2 separate regions of the Urocitellus parryii genome follow, and region 1 is linked to region 2. Evidence: chromatin contacts called from public Hi-C data. All regions are on one chromosome and are shown on one strand. Each heading gives the region's core, a stretch centred on a gene start, on an enhancer-like site or on the middle of the called end of the contact. The rest is flanking DNA. Distances are from core to core; before and after follow the strand shown. Region 1 holds the start of Smim29 (small integral membrane protein 29). Region 2 holds the start of Rps10 (ribosomal protein S10).

Region 1 (3,039 bases), core at 370-2,869, 150 kb before region 2:
GACAACTCAGATCCTATGGGAAGAAATATCAGACTGGGGTGGGGACACTCACCGCTTTTTCTTCTGCACATACATTACCTGTAACAGAGACACAGCACTGTGGAGGCTGCTGAGCCCAGGAAGGCCCAACTCCACACCCTTCACTCCCTCAGAAGGACAGCTAAGATGCTGTGTGCACCTGACCAGGCCCACCCAGCCCCTACTTGGGCACAGGTGTGTCTATGTGTGCATGTGGGGGGCTCCTTACCACAGCCACCACCACCCCGACCAGGGTGATGAGGAAGAAAGGCCCCAACACATAGCCCACCATGGAGTCACTGTTGGCCTGGGGAGCATTGGGCACTGTGGTGTTACTCATGACATCAGCAGCAGGAGGGCTGGGTGGTCAGCATGGGCAGTGGTGCCTCGGGAGGGTGCCTCCACAGGGCTCCCTGGGGAGGAGGAAGGGAGGTTATCAATTGCTCCTACAGTGACATCCAAATTCCCAGCCCCTCCCCCAGAGCCCAAGATCTGCAAAAACGCCCCAGGTCAAACCCTGGGATGAGGCATCCTCTACAAAAACACACTGTGTGTAATCCTCCAATGACTCTTGGCCAATCCTGGGTGGAAAGGGCACCAAAGGAAGGTCCAGATCCAGGATCTGTTTCCTGTCCAGCTCCTATCCCTAAGTCAGGGTGGAGCCCAGCTCAGATGCTGGATGAACATTTGGGAGTCTCAATTGTTGGGGAAAGGATAGGTGCAGGTTTCCAGGTCCTGTCACAGACCTGGACATTGGGCTGTTAGCACCCATCCAGTGGAGCAAAATGGAGATCAGGTAAACAGGAGGGGTGGACTGCACCTAGAGGTGAGATGGGAGCATCTGAAGGGGCCTGCCTCAGTTCTGGTTCAGTCCCCACACTTCAGGCTACAGGCTCCATGCGTAGGCTCTATGTCCTTCTTACCCCTGGTGTCACAAGAACCCGGACACCCCCTATCACCCCACTCAGTCTCATGTACCAGTATGTGCACAGTGGATAGGGCTGGACCTTATCTTCGAGATGATGTCATCTCACTCCGTTCCCCACCCGGGACTCCGCCCAGGTCCCTCCCCTCCTGGCCAGGGTTGACAGGCGAAGTGGAGAGGGTCAGTCCCCATAGACAGAAGCGAGAAGGTCGTCCTGGAGCAGCTGCACCAAGATTGTCCAAGGTCCCTGACCCATGTTTGCCTGGGTCTCTATCAGAGGGCAAGGTAGAGCTCCCTGCCCCGTATCCGTGGGGTATCAGGCTTGCCCATACCTAGCGACAGGCTCCGCCGTCCCAGACCGAGGAGGCAAGCCAGGATGCGGAGCGCATCAGGCCGCTCCTAGGATGCTGGCCAGCAGCGGCGGGCGGAAGGTAGTTCCCACCGTGCTGGGAGGCTCAGGCCGGGGGCGTGGAGTGTTGGGGGAGCGTGGAGGGGCCGCCCCGCGCCTCGGCATCTTGGAATCCGGGCACCCTGACGTGTGGACCCGTGCCTGCGCTCGGCAGCCCATCCAACCCTGCCATGCCTTACCTCCCGCCGCTGCAGCCCCGACAGGAACACCCAGGGTTGGCTCCCGGGTCCCGGAAGAGCCGGCGGGCGCGTGATCAAAGGACCCGGGGAGGTGGGCGGGGCCTCACCCCGGGGCGCAGCCAATCCGGTAGCGGAAGGCGAACGGCCCGAGCCTTCCGGAGCAGCCAATCCGGAGGCGGGGGTGGGCAGCGAGAAGGCGGGGACAGCGGGGCGTGCAGGGTCCACCCCGCGGCGGCAGGGGGCAGCCGAGGGCTGCGCAGCTGGGGGAGGAGACCACGGGGCTGCAGGCGGCGCGGGTGGTTTCCCCGCTTTCCGCGGGCGGGCCAGGGTTGGGCGCCTCGGTGCCCGAGAGTTGGAGTCGGAACTTGGGGGCGACGCCGGGCGTCCGTCGCTGTCACCCTTCTGGTTGAAGCTCAGGCCTGGTGTCACGCCACGTGCTAGCCCAGACCCTTCACGACAGGACCCTGCTCCCGGCCCACAAGGCCTCCATTTGTTGACAGGCTCTTGGGCTGTGCTCAGCGGGTAGAGGCGGGGGCGTGGGTTACTTCCTGCTCAGCGGCGGGGACCCAGGTCCACCCACCCACCCTTTCTGTGTCCAGTCTTAGTGTCTGAAACAGGCTGTCGTGACGATTAAAGGATGATACAGAAAAGGAGCCTAGTTCATAGGCCGTGTCCTGAATGTTACATTCCTCTTGTTCTTCTCTTTCCTTCCCGTGTCATAGGGGACACAGGCAGCTCAGGAATCTTGGGTTAAAGTTTTCACCGTCTGATGGTACAGACTGGAGAAACCTGAGTAAGACTGGTGAAGTGTACCAATGTCAATATCCCAGCAACTCAGAAGGCTGAGGCCGGAGGATGGCAAGTTCAAAGCCAGCCTTAGCAACTTAGCCAGGCCCTAAGCAATCTAGGGAGACCCTAACTATTAAATAGAAAAAAAGGGGAGTGTGGCCTGGTGGTGAAGTGCCCATGGGTTCAATCCCAAACACCTGAGTCTACATTTACCTCAAATGTGTGTATATATACCTGTACATACCTATAACTAATTTATATATGCATTCAGTTTTGAACCAGAGCCTCCTCTTCCACCCCAAATCACAAGTGATCAGATTATTCTAGGCTTGGTGTTGGGGGAACCACCAAAGAATATCAAGTTTGTGGCATCTAAACCAGACTGAAGCCCTCTTGGGTCATCAGGTGGTAATGAGGATAAGGGATGGCCCGTGTCACCCTATTCTTGCCAGGGGAACCCTTAGGAGTGGGTGTGAAGTGCTGGGAACCACTCACCACTGGCTACCTGGCAGTGGACATGGTGAGTGACTTGGTCTGAGCTGTCCTAGGTTTATTCAAGCCCCAGACAAGGCTGAATGAGGACAAGTCTTTGAGAGAGGCAGACCCACTGGGCGGATGGGCACTTTGACCTCTAGCCTGCCTGCAGACACCACTGTCCGACTCTGGCAGGGAATTGGGTAGAGGGAAAGAATGAAACAAACCCAGGAGCCTAGGGGCTT
Region 2 (3,075 bases), core at 273-2,772:
TTTCTGGTCGGCTACGGCGCAGAGTGGCAGGCACAATCTCAGGTGGCAGATGGAGGTAATCACGGAGATACTGAATGCCTTCGTTGGTAAGGTACCAGTAGAAGTGTCTCCAAGCAAACTGTTCCTTCACGTAGCCTCGAGACTTGAGAGACTAAGGCAGAAAACTACTGTTTAGAAATCCCCTCCAAACAAGAGTTTAAGGCCAGACTGTGCAATAGTGAGAGATCCCATCTCAAAACAAAACAAAGAACATAATTCGAAGCTGGAAACTCTGCACTTCAAAGGGGATAAAGAAAGAAGTTTTCACAGCATTTATCTACATCAGTGTCCTTCAAGGAAGCAAGCAGCTACCCTGATCTCTTGTTGGAATCTACCTTGAACATTAGTGGGAAATCTCCCCATTTCCATCTCAGTCCATACCTGCATGGCCTTCATGACATGAAGGTTGGGTACATTCTTATCTGCCAGCTCTGGGTGCTTGGGCATGTGGACATCTTTCTTGGCTACCATTACTCCCTCCTTAAAAAGGAGTTCATAAATGGCAATCCGATTCTTTTTGGGCATCAACATCTGCAAGAAAGTGATCATGAGGAACGTTTCTGAGCAATGTAGCTAGGATCCCAGTAACCAAGTTGATGACCCTAAGTGACCACAAAATCACTGCCAGTGGATGGAAAATTCAAAACACACCATAGAAGACACGCTAAAAAAAAAAAAAAAAAAAAAAAAAAAAAAAAACAGCAGAATAAACTCCCTGGAGACCAGCCCTCTCCCCCACCACCTAATGTTTCAGATGGAATACTGGCCAGGAGGTTAAAACAGGGACATGGACACGTATCTGATCCAACTTCACAAGCTCTGACAACCACAACGGTACAGGGAGTGGGGAGTACGCAGACATGGTACTCTAGCGGTACTGGGGGGTCATCAAGACCGACCCAGTGGGGATTCTCCCATCTGCACTTTAAGGCGCACAGCAGGACCCGGAAGTGGAAAAGCCCCCCCCACCGCTGCCTCACAGATCAGACCCCCAACAGAAGGACTAAGGTTCCCGCAACCGTCATCCCCTAAAATTCCCTACCCCAAACTAGAGCTCCAGGGCCAGGCGAAAGATCCTCCCGCGAAGGAAACGCGTGCAGGTGGGGTACGGCCTCCCTAGCCTCGCCTGGCTGGTCCCCGCCACACTAGGGCTTCAAACTCCCCTCCTCCGTCTTCCGCCATCAGGACGCCGAACTTCGCCTACCAGCACCCCTCTAACTCCCTAAACAACACCCCCCAACCCTTCTCGCCGCTTAGAAATGGGAGTGCCAAGAGGGGCAGAGAGGTCCTCGGTCCAAGCCCTAGGGAGACACGGCCGCTATGACGACAGGACGGCCCGATGGTGGCAGATGGAACCCGAACGCCAGAGGAACTCACCGCGGAGGCTTCAGGGTCCGAGGCCGAGGCTGGAAAGGAAGGGGCATGCGCGGCACAGCGTCTCTTCCGGGCTGCGCGGCCCCGCCCACAGCCAGGACCCGCGCGCGGCCTGGGGTGTCCTTGGCGGTGCCTGAAGAGTGGGAGGCTCTGGCGACCAGTGTCGGCTTCTCGGATTCAGGAGCCAGGAAACCGCCGCCGGGCGGGAGCTCGGGAGCCTGCGTGCTTTATGAACAGATAAATAAATGGTCGCTTGTATTTAGACCGTGTCTTTAGAAACACGTGTCTTTCCCATCGGTAATTTAACTTATGCAAGTGGTATATGCTGTTTTATATGCTGTTTGAGTAGGAAGAGAGAAAACGTACAGGTAAATAAAAAAAATACACAAATAAAAATAGTTCCCCAACAAAAGATAATCATTGTTTAGAGTATATGTTCTCCCAAACTCACATGCACCCACACAAATGTATTATTATTTTTAAAACTTTTAACAAGCCCGGCGTAGTGGCTCACGCCTATAATATCAGTGATTCGGGAGGCTGAGGCCGGAGGACTGCTAAGTTCAAGGCCAGCCTCAGCAACTTAATGAGGCCCTAAGCAAATCAGGGAGACCCTGACTCAAAATAAAAAGGACTAGAAACGTCGTTTTGTTGTAAGTGTTCCTGAGCTCAGTCCCTAGTACAAAAAAAAAAAAGTTAACAAAAATAGGATTTTTGTATGTAATGCATGATATGTTTTGCAAGCTGTTTTTTCCTTAAAAGAATGTCATGAATCTTTTCATATTAAAAATTACAATTTTGATGGCTGAATAGTAATCCACTGTTGAATAAACGCTTTATAACCATTTATTTAAAAATCGCAATCATAAGCAATGCTACACACATATTTGCACCCTTGCCCAGTATTTTTCTTTAGCTTAATCCTGAATGTATAACTACTGAGTGAGAAAGCATGCATCTCAGGCTTCTTACAGGCACGGTGTTGAGTTACAGAGAGCATTATCGGTTACACTCATGCCAGCAGTTATTAAAGCTCACTCTCATTAGGGGGCTGGGGATATAGCTCAGTTGGTGGAGTGCTTGCCTTGCATGCACAAGGCCCTTGGTTCAATCCTCAGCATCAAAAAAAAAAAAAAAAAAAAAAAGCTCACTCTCATTATCCCTGCTGATATTGAAGGATATCATTCTTATGCTTTTTGGCCATTCTAAAAAGTGAAATGCTAATTTTCCTGCTTTTTAAATGTATATATATATTTATTTTATTACTAATGTGGTTAAACATTTTTTTCTTTTTAGAATATTTGTTCCATCTTTTATAAATTGTCTTTTCATTTTTACTACTTACTCTTCAGTGTTGATTCCTCTTTTTTTGGTATGACTCATTCTGTACACAATAAAGCTGTTCACCTCATGTCACATTTGTATCTGTGTCTGGGGATTGAACCCAGGGCCTAGTGCATGCTAAGCAGACGCTGTCACCCAGCTACAACCCTAGCCTTTCATCACAGATTTTTCAGGTTCTCAGGGTGATTTCAGATAGAGCTAAGCCTGTGTCCTGTGGGAGAGAGCTGGGTTAGGCTAGGGAAGGACATCATCCAAGATGCTGTGAGGATCTGAGATCCTCTGGAGAGGATGTGGAGAGGGGAGAGAAGGAGGAAGAAC

The links. A called contact is a pair of places that touch in the nucleus more often than the background predicts.
Region 1: a contact with region 2 is called in a Hi-C map of muscle, with 4 times the contacts expected there. The contact joins the promoter of Smim29 here to the promoter of Rps10 in region 2. A contact is called at or near these places in 2 of 2 Hi-C or Micro-C datasets (liver and muscle).

The regions. Positions count from the first base shown.
Region 1 is chr8:115,964,116-115,967,154 of mUroPar1.hap1, reverse strand. It overlaps Smim29 (small integral membrane protein 29), which reads right to left and starts at 1,619. Exons shown (of 5, transcript XM_026383613.2): 1 at 1,532-1,619; 2 at 308-431; 3 at 53-78. The coding sequence starts at 358. It overlaps LOC113179174 (a long non-coding RNA gene), which reads left to right and starts at 471. Exons shown (of 4, transcript XR_013344180.1): 1 at 471-1,228.
Region 2 is chr8:115,818,112-115,821,186 of mUroPar1.hap1, reverse strand. It overlaps Rps10 (ribosomal protein S10), which reads right to left and starts at 1,522. Exons shown (of 6, transcript XM_026383399.2): 1 at 1,417-1,522; 2 at 421-570; 3 at 1-151. The coding sequence starts at 570.